Linked DNA regions of Mus musculus: region 2 is linked to region 1. The links are chromatin contacts, called in public HiChIP or PLAC-seq maps. All regions are on one chromosome and are shown on one strand. Each heading gives the region's core, a stretch centred on a gene start, on an enhancer-like site or on the middle of the called end of the contact. The rest is flanking DNA. Distances are from core to core; before and after follow the strand shown.

Region 1 (4,892 bases), core at 1,750-4,249:
AGGCCCTCGGAGGCGCACGGTTCCGGCTGCACGTCCATCCGCCCGCCTCCGGCCAGCAGCTGCTCGCCGCGCAGCGTGTGGGCGCTGAGTCACTGCCCCTGCACAGCAAGCCCGCGTGCAGGTCGGGGAAGGGGGGAGAAGACGAAGGGAGGGGAGCCCAGTTGGCATCTGCAAACTGCTTTTTCCCCCCCTTTCTTTCCTCTTTCATTAAGACTATGTGCTGACTCCCACGTAGAAGAACTTATTAAACCGCACGTACTACTCTACCGCTCTTTGGGGGAGCACGCATGGTGGCCAGCAGGGGGCGCTACAGCCCCGCTTATGGACGTCAGGGCCCAGTGAAGACTTGGGCTGCTAGCTGAGGGTTTCCCAGAGCTGCTGTGCGAACGTTTTGCGGGTCCCCCACCCCCGGTAGCTTTTAACACCCACAGTTGGAGCATAAACTCTACTTAGAAAGCCTTGGATATCAGTTTAAGTCTCCAAAGAGCGCCTTAGCTCAGGTCCAGTGAGCAACCCTATAAAATTGGGAGTATATTGCGCAACTTAAGGAGCCCAGGCTCGCCTATTAGGGCTCACCCTACCCTACCCGGTCTGGTTGCCATGCAAGGAGGTGAACTCGGGTATCTCAGAGAACTCTTGACTCCCTCCCAGGACACGCGCTTTGTGCATCCACATGGACACCAGAGCTCACAACAGGTAAGCCTTGCTTAGAGAGGTTGCTTTGCACCCACAATGCAGTTCAATCTTCCCAAAACAAGAAGCAGAATCTCAGCACTTCCAGGCCGACCCAAACCCAGACCACCATCCTTCCCCAAATGCATGAACCGAGAATGAATCAGCATTGAGACAGTTTATTGGTTTGCTTTTTCCCAGATCACATATTTTATGTAAATAGATTATAGGAAACACAATGTTTTTTCTTCATCCACAGGCGATAATCAGGCGCTCTCCACCTTACACACACACACACACACACACACACACACACACACACACGGAACCAAACAACCTTACACCTTGCTGAGACATTCACGTCTTAAAATAGGGGAAGGTGACAATATAATCACTTTAAAATGCCCTTAATACAATATATAACGTACAAAAATATCTCTATATATTTGAAGTTACAAAAAAAAAAACCTTGACAGCAACAAACTTAAATACTATAGTTACCTTTGGCTGGACAACAAGCATTGCACGTTCCTCGCTAGGTTTTGGAAAGTTCAAGTAGTAATGAGGCTTATGCCCCGTGAGAAACCAGTTTATGAGCGGGCAAGGCAGTGGCTCAGACCCCTGCCCGGAGAGTATCAGCCTGTAAGTCTCGGTTTCTGGCATGAGCCTGGCTTGGTCTTGGGTTCCTCTGCCTCCCCTAGGGGCAGCCAGGCAGATCTCTGCAGGATTGTCTCAGTCCGCCCCGGTGCGAAGTTCTCTGATTCCGCAGGCGCCAACGGGATACTCGCCCGACTGTTCAATGCTGTCACCCGCACCTATATCCTAAAGAGTCTGGAGATGTGCGCCCAGGGGCCTGGGGCTGTGTGTGTCTGCTCCTGGGAGGACTCCACAGTCCGGGACCGGAGGACCTCCAGCAGGGAACGCCGGCGCCGGCGGCCATAGCCTTGAGGGCTGATCTTGTTTCTGGGAGCCATGCCGTCCTTGTCTTTGTCTGTTAGCTGGTAGATCTGGTGGGCCAATTTCTGAAATGTGCAGGTCCCGAAGCGGCATCCATTGCTGCGGGAACCCTGGTTCATGCTCTGGCGGTAGCGTTTGACACGAATGTGGGCTTCGCTCTGATTGCTGTGAAGAAGGAAGGACACCTCATCAACCGGGGCTTTGGTCCCAACCACCTGGGACCGGAGCCATGCAGTACCCGAGGGACCTGGAACCCGTTCCCTCCGCCGGAGCCTCAGCTGCAGTGCAGCCAGGACAATCCCCAGGGTCAGAGTAGTGGAGAGGGCACATCCTCTGCAGAGAGCATAGTTACCTGGCTTGTAGGGGGCCAGTTGTGTTCTGCTCGTCCAGGAATGGATCAAGAGTCTGGGTAGGAACTGTCGTCTCATCAGCGAGTCCCGTAGGGTAGCTGCTGGATGCTTGTAGTTCCCTCTTCCCACGACTTAGCGCCCACTTATTCCACCTAGAAAACACAAGCAGATGCGTTTGGCCTAAGTTCAAGTGATGTCCCAGCCAGCTCCACTCCCTTTGTAACACCTCCAGACCATCTCTCAGTTTTCTCTCATTGCCAGGTATTCAAAGTGAAGAAAGAAAGCACGGCCCAAACTCACTTCTTTCGGAACTGCGAAGGAGTATCTGGCCCTGCAGTGTCCGCGCCTAGGAAAGCGAGTGAACCCAATAACATCAGGGTGATGGAAACCAGCTTCATTCTGTGGCGATGCTCTGATACCCTGGAAAGGAACAAGACACCGAGTGTGAGCAACCGGGCCAGCAGCACGATCCCGTCAGCACGCGAAGGGTGGCGGCAGGACGGGGAGCCGCTTGGCAGCGCTCTTCCTGGCTCAGCTGCTTATCTCCCCCACTGGCGCAGAGAAACACCGGAGATTTTTGCGCTGGCCGGGTGGGTGACAAGCAAGGCAAAGGAAGCCATTGAGAAGTGCCAGGCTTCCAGAGGTTTCCAACTAAAGTCCCAGGATCTCAGCCCAAGGAGGAGGGGGGATCTCAAGAGAGCTCCAGCTGTGCGCATGAGCTAGACCTGGGCAATGAGGTGTTCTCTACATTGGATACCCTAAAGTGGGTTGTTCCCCCTTGTCCAGCTCTGCAAGTTTTGGGGCTTTGGCAAAGCCGTCCCCCTCCCTAACATGCTGGAGGCCAGCGGTTCCTACCTGATAAAGGGGTGCGTTGTCAAGCACTTGAAGCAGAAAGAAGTCCTTCTGACAGTAGCAAAACCCCAAAGTCCAAGATTGACTGCGATGAGAAGCCGAGAAACCAGGAGCGGGAGCGGTAACGCTGGAGTTGCTCTGTCTAGTGTCACCAAGAAACCACTGACTAGTGAGCACCAGCTCCAGCGTCTTATAAGCGCTCAGGGGCGGACGGTGGGCGTGGTCAGATTTGCCCTGGAGTCCTCCCTCTCCAGCGTGCTTGCTTCTAAAACCAGACCTGCCCTGCAGCTTGCCTGTGGGTATGGGGGGTAGGGGTAAGAGGTCCCCTGTGGCTAGACATCTCAGAGATCCGCTCTGAGAGATTAGACTGGAGCAGGACTTCCCTTGCCCTAATTTCCCAGCATAGAGTTCAAACAGTGAGAAGGGAAGGGGAACCAGAACAACTCGGGTGGGGTGAATCCTTTGCCCATAATGTGTACAACCCAGAGTGCTGATCTGAGCTTCCTGGACAGTGCTGCAAGAACCGGGAGACGGGTGGGACACATGGATAACCAAAACCCCGGACTTGGGGAGCTGTGACCTCAAATGGACCGCGCCCCCTGCCGGCTTAGCACCTGACTGAGCCTCGACCCCCATCTGTGCCCGCAGGGTACACCTGGAAGGGAGAGGCTCAGTCTCCAGTGACTGGGACTGAGGGGTTTCTCGATAGACTAGCCAGTACGGATTTCGTAATAAGGGCAGAACTGGGAACAGCTGAATTGGAAATTGGGGTTTGGAGAGGGTAGTTATCTGAAAATTCAGAACTCACATTCCTATTTGGAAATACAGGAATAGCCAAAATTAGGAAGAGAGATAGTTTTGTTTTCTTCCTTGTGATACTATTATCCCTTATAAGGCTATGACCTGCGAGTTGACCTGACTGCCTTCATTCATCCATCATAAACGTGAGGATTGACTGACTGGGAGCACACTAATGCCTCACATATGTTAATCACTTTACAGTTGACAAATCCCAGCCAGATCCCAATCGCTTTTGATCTCTACACTCCCGAGCTGGTGTTCTCTTGAATTAAAGTGAAGTGCCGAAAGGGTAAGTCTATTGCCCAGTCACACTAAAGGTGGGAAGCTGTAGAGTCTGGACTCAAAAGACTGGGGCACAGCGGCTCGGTTTTCTGGCTGGGGTCACCATTCTCATCAGGTGGGGGGAGAATGCCGGCCCCCGCCTAGCCCAGAGATATGTGCTAATTCACGATGAATCAGTTCGAACACGTTTGCCACGGGCTGGTGCTCTTCACAGATCCGTGAGTTCACTTTCTTCCCTTCTAGGGCCAAACTGGGCGACAGGCGTAGCTCCGCATGCAGGTCTCCCGGAAGGTCCCGAAGCTAAAGACATGACCTACGACAGCTCCTAGCCCCCAGCCCTGGTGATGTGGACACAGACAACTCATGTCCTCTTCCTGGCGACCCCGGCAGATCTCCCAGTGTCCTACCTTATCTGCCTCTAAGTGTTAGACCAAGAGCAAAACCGACTAGGCATTCCTGTCCCGCGGACCTTGCTCACAGCGCAGACTATGCTAAGCACTGCTGGTTCAGCCCGTTTGTCACCCTCCAGACAACCATGGACATTGCACCTGGGGGAGAAATGGCCGCGCCGAGATTACTTATCCTCCTAAAACTGCAAAACGGAGTTCCCCCTTGGGCAGGGGACAGATTCCCAGGTTCTGCTTCTGGTAGGGGCTTGGGACACGGATGTTGAAAGGGCTGCAGCTAGGCGAACTGGCCCGCCTTAGGGCCTTCTGGGCCGTGGGACAGTCACCGCAGCAGCCCTGGCCAGTGGCTAGCCTGTCTGCACCAAGCAGCACATGTAGCACAGAACCCTAGAACTTGACCCTAGAACTTTTTCTCGCTTCTGTCCCGTTCTGTACCCTTCCTTTCATTTCATCCCCGGATTGTCTGTTGATACCGCGCAGCTGTCAGTCTCTTTGAAGATGCAACATACCTGTTGCCAACTTGTGGCCGGGGTCACATCAGGTTTTACTTTCATTTCCCTGGCCCAGTCTG
Region 2 (4,892 bases), core at 615-3,114, 250 kb after region 1:
TAGTTACACTGAACCTGAAACCCTAAAAAGTCTCACTACATCTCTTCCCTATAATTAAAGTTCCATCTTGTAGAATATGATAATTTTTGTGTCTCAAGGGAAGCATAGTCAGTTGTGATAGAGCAGACCTCCGCCTGTGACACACCTTTATGTGAAGCAGGAGGCTCGTGAGTTTGAAGCCTGCCTGGCAAGGTTATAGTAAATTCTAGAACATCTGAGACCCTGTTGTTTAGTTGATAGCTAGGTAGGTAGGTGGGTCGGTCAGTCGGTCCACATCATTTCTATGTTACTTGGACAAATATGTTCTCACTGAGTCTCAGATGGACAATGAAAGCATCCAGTATTCCTTCTACCCAATTTCTGCCAAGTTCTTTTATAGTCGCTAGTTGAAGCAATAACAATATGTAGGCAGAAAAGGTCCCACTGCCCTCTGCTGGTTCTGTGAACATGCCTGTCCATCAACGAAGTGTCCAAACCAACAAAGACACATACCCCTCCTCACAATTGAACATAGCATGAAATCACCAAGAAAAAAAGGTGTATTTCATGCTCAGAAAATGTAATATGTTAAGTACTTGGGAATTAGTAGTTTTTGTTTGCTTGTTTGTTTTTCAAGACAGGGTTTCTCCATGCAACAGTACTAACTGTCCTGGAATTCGCTATATAGACCAGACCGGCCTCAAACTCACAGAGATCTTCCTGTCTCTGCCTCCTGAGTGCTGGGATTAAAATCATGTGCCATCCCACTGAATTAATGATTTCTTAATGTATAGCTTAATCGGCTGCTACAGCTATATGTTGACTATCTTGTCACCACAAACCTTCCCTTAAGAATGCCGTAGTTGTCACTAGTGAACAGGCTCTGGCTCTTCCTCTGGCCCTTTTCATTCTGCTTTGCACCATTCTTCTGCCTTTGAATATATAATGTCATTTTGTTACAAAGATTTTTTAAAGTTTTACATATTTATTTAGTTTACAAATAAACAGAGAAATTATTCCAGTGGATATGTGATCAGGAAAAGAACTATGTAGCATGACTGAGCGTAGTGCTTAAGGGGAAAGGCAAGGCTTCTTTACACTGTCATAGTCAGGAAGAACCTCCCTAGCCTCTCTAAGAGACTGACAAAGACAGCTCGGGTTTTTAACTCATCTCTATTAATATCATGTTAAGACTCTAGACCATTTATAGCTGCTGTGGCTTACATTGTGCTACATTTGTAAGAAATGGCTCTACCTTGGGTTATACTCAAGGGAAAAGCAACTTATATTCTGTTTTGGGGGGAGGGAGTAAGGCAGGGTATCTCTACATATCCCTGGCTGTCCTGAAGTTCACTCTGTAGACCAAGCTGACTGAACTCAGAAATCCACCTGCCTCTGCCTCCCAAATGCTGAAATTAAAGGCGTGCACCATTACACCCAGCTCAGAATTATGCTTCATCTTATTTGAATTTTATGCTTTTACAATCTCTTTCAGACACATATAGCATGTTTTCACCCATACAAAATCTAAAACGATCATATATTTATATATGGAAGCCGAGGGGGGCCATTTGGGGAGAGGAAGGGACAGGGAGTAACAAGTAAGTATGATGAGCAAGCTGCAGTGGTATAAAAATAACCCGGGAATAAACATTCTCACTCTGCATAGGACTCTGAGCTGTTACTGAAATAAAGATCTAAAATATGGAGGAGATAATATATAATCCAGTCATTGGATAGCTATAGGCAAAGAATAGAAAAACCCCGTGATTCAGTGTTGTTCCGGCTGACACAGCTAGCTGAACCACACACATTGTGTCCATCACTTCCTATGGAAGACAGCATCTGAAGGGAGCAAATGAGGCATCGTGAAAACCAAACGTGACCTTCCCCTTTTTCTGCCTCATGGCCAGCGTCTATTTATAGCCACCTTAGAGAAGGGCCTGTAGTGATAGCTAGTCACCCCCGAGGCAGTTCACAACACAGAGATTCTTGCAGGCAAAATCACAGTCATGCTGCTTGTAAGTGTGTAAGGCTGAATTTCACGGTATACTGGTGCTTGCTCCAGCTTTAGGGTTGGTATGCCCTAGATCAAGAGGGAAATTGCATCAAGCATAGCATCCTACTGCTAGCTTACCTAGAACACAGCCCTAAAAATGAACTTTTTCTGCATAATTATATATGTAAAACCTTAACAGTAATAATCTTTAGTATTGAACATTTCAGAACATAACTCAGCTTACTAAATTGCTTAAAAAGAAAACTTATCAGAAACTGTACTTCTAATCACACACACACACACAAAAACAGATTAATTCAATTACAGAAGGTTAAATGGACCACATTTTTTTTCTCTTTTCTGTAATGTTAGCCAGTATTTGCTAAGAGGTGGCGAATTATACCCCCTAGCCAGAAATAGTTGTGCGCATGTCTAATCTCAGTACTCATAAGGCTAAGGCAAGAAGATTCTGGGTTAACCTGGGCACGATAGGAAGACCCTGTCCGAAAAATTAATTAAAATTCTCACACCAGTAAGATGGATCAATAAAGATGTTTGCCAGCAAGCCTGAAAACTTAAATTTGATCCTCAGAATCCACATGATAGAAGGAGAGAACCTATTCTGTAGGTTGTCCTCTGGTTTCTGAACACAGGCTATAGCATGCATATGCATGGTGCACGCACACACAAATACGTACATAGACAAAACAAATGTAAAAAATATAAATCAAATAAGAGAAATTTTGTATTATTAGAATTTTTATTTTATTTATTTATTTTTGATTTTTCAAGACAAGGTTTCCCTGTATAGCACTGGCTGTCCTGGAACTCACTCTGTAGACCAGGCTGGCCTTGAACTCAGAAATCCACCTGCCTCTGCCTCCCAAGTGCTGGGATTAAAGGCGTGCGCCACCACTGCCTGGACATATTATTAGAATTTTATGTTTAGATTATATTGGGTTTTAGCATGCATTCCAGTTATAACTGTACACCACCTTGTTCACACCAGAGTAGTACATATTTCTGGTATATTCTATAAGTCATAGAACTATATTAATTCTACAATTAATATTATAACCACTGTTAAAATGCTCATTTGGGTAGGGAAAGTAACTAAAACTTGAAAGAATGTAATACAGAGACTGCAGTTGAACATGAATACAGTGCTGATTACCAAGCCTTTAAATAAATCTTTTATCACCTCTGCAATTAACTGTAGCACCTGTGACCTTCTGAACTGTTGTAATCTGCCATCATTGTACTGATAAATATTACGTGCTCTCGTAGAAACTTGCCCCTGGAGTCAGCCAGTTTGCCTACACCTGTGTACAGGACCACCCCATTTGGACAAATCAGCAGTTTTGGGAGACAACTTTTTACAATGCAGTACAGGAGCAGGTTCGCTCCCTGTATCTCTCAGCAAAGGACGACAATCATATCCCACATCTGAAGCAGAAGGTAAGAGAAGAACTGAACAGTACACGTGTGTGCTTAGGATTGACTTGAAGGAAGCTCAGGCAGATGTTCCGAGGCCAAAGGGATTCTACCCACTTGATTACTGAGTGTTAGGGCGGGCAGCCCATGGTGAGCATCTTTCTTCCTTTGATTCTGGCACTATATTTTTCCATAATGACTCATACTAAAGTTCTTTAGCACTAGAATTGTTAAATGTTAATGAGAAATTCTTGTAAACAATTGGAGAAAGTTGAATAGAAAAAAGACATACCTAAAATAATTCCAGGTATAAGTCTCTAACTGCTTACTTCCTTGAAGAAATGCCAACTTTAGCTCAGATTAGATTGGTTTTACCTACCATGCACAAGGCCCTGAGTTCAGTTCCCAGCATTAGAAGAAAGAAAAAAAAGAAAAGTGAGGTCAGCTGACTATGAAGATAAATGTAAAGTTCAGTAGTCCTGTTCAGAAACGCATCAGCAATAATGTAAGTCCTCCTTTAGGATTATTCTGTATGCTGTATATAATATATATGCAGCATTGCTTTGTATACATGCATTTAAATATCAAGAAAATTAAAATTAAAATACTCTAAATCTTAAATGCCATTGACTAGCTCTCTGTTCTTAGACTAACTAGTCACATTACCCCATTTCCTCATTTGTAAAATATGTAGATGTCATTACTGTAAGATTTTCCAAATACCTAATAAATAAATAAAAAAAAAAGATTTTCCTATCTGATATGTATAAGGCTTATAAAGAGTTCTTGGCAATATTAAGTAGTAAGTATTAAAATCATTCTCATGAAGTGAACTTAAAGCAACCTAAAAGACTCAGTGTTGACTCACTTGAGAGTGAACTGCTGATTTTGGGGAGTTCATCACTGCAGATTCTGTCCATCATCTTCTTCTTGAACTTATTTCTAAAGTGTGGATTATCCTAGGCATCTGAGGAAAGCTACATAGTCATAACTGCATCATCTTAAACATATTCTGGTTTCTTATTAAGGAGAAAAATAAAAATTTTGATAGCAAATAACATTGACACATTTGATCATTATTGCTCAAATTTAATTAATATTCAGAGTTGTTGTTGCTGTTGTTGTTGTTGTTGTTGTTGTTGTTGTTGTAACACTAAATGTACCACTTAAGGTATAACTTGTAACTGATGCAGAGACTGTTGGACTGGGGCCTCACTCAGACTGTTACTGGGCCTTTGCTGAGTTCTAACCAGCTGTGATTGCTGGCATTGATATATCTGCAAAGCATTCATACAGCAAGTGTGTCACAGCTGCTGTATCCCCATCTCTGAGCCCTGGGTTAGATACAATATGTTTTAGAGCTCCATGGCTAGATAAAATACTTATGCATATGTGTGTTGCTATTAACAATTATCTCTTCTCTCTTCTCACAGTTACCTACATATTTCTGTATATTATGTTTTACAAGGAGATTTATCAA

The links. HiChIP or PLAC-seq counts read pairs in DNA pulled down with a chosen protein or histone mark.
Region 2: an H3K27ac HiChIP or PLAC-seq map of microglia shows a contact between it and region 1, with 7 times the contacts expected there. The contact joins the enhancer-like site here to the promoter of Adm in region 1. A contact is called at or near these places in 21 of 39 promoter capture datasets (the 3T3-L1 cell line, 3T3-L1-derived adipocytes, the C10 cell line and 14 more), 2 of 15 datasets of contacts at CTCF or cohesin (embryonic stem cells and large pre-B cells), 23 of 484 Hi-C or Micro-C datasets (the HL-1 cell line, adipose-derived mesenchymal stem cells, arterial endothelial cells and 7 more), 20 of 115 datasets of contacts at active chromatin or transcription factors (the NIH/3T3 cell line, Th17 cells, bone marrow-derived macrophages and 10 more) and 5 of 9 other capture datasets (adipose tissue, embryonic stem cells, liver and 2 more).

The regions. Positions count from the first base shown.
Region 1 is chr7:110,625,764-110,630,655 of GRCm38.p6, reverse strand. It overlaps Adm (adrenomedullin), which reads right to left and starts at 2,999. Exons shown (of 4, transcript NM_009627.2): 1 at 2,835-2,999; 2 at 2,280-2,399; 3 at 1,982-2,131; 4 at 836-1,794. The coding sequence starts at 2,377. The coding sequence ends at 1,488. It overlaps Gm28863 (a long non-coding RNA gene), which reads left to right. Exons shown (of 3, transcript XR_003946665.1): 1 at 1-696; 2 at 2,241-3,921; 3 at 4,158-4,892.
Region 2 is chr7:110,376,508-110,381,399 of GRCm38.p6, reverse strand. It overlaps Sbf2 (SET binding factor 2), which reads left to right. Exons shown (of 41, transcript NM_177324.2): 18 at 3,266-3,436. Among named protein-coding and RNA genes, the nearest start is that of Gm32861, 91 kb to the right of the region's middle. Within about 2 kb of position 1,864, at least 17 of the 459 cell types and tissues checked have an H3K27ac peak or open chromatin away from gene starts, as enhancers often do. A contact at or near this core is called in adipose tissue, bone marrow-derived macrophages and microglia, where this site is marked.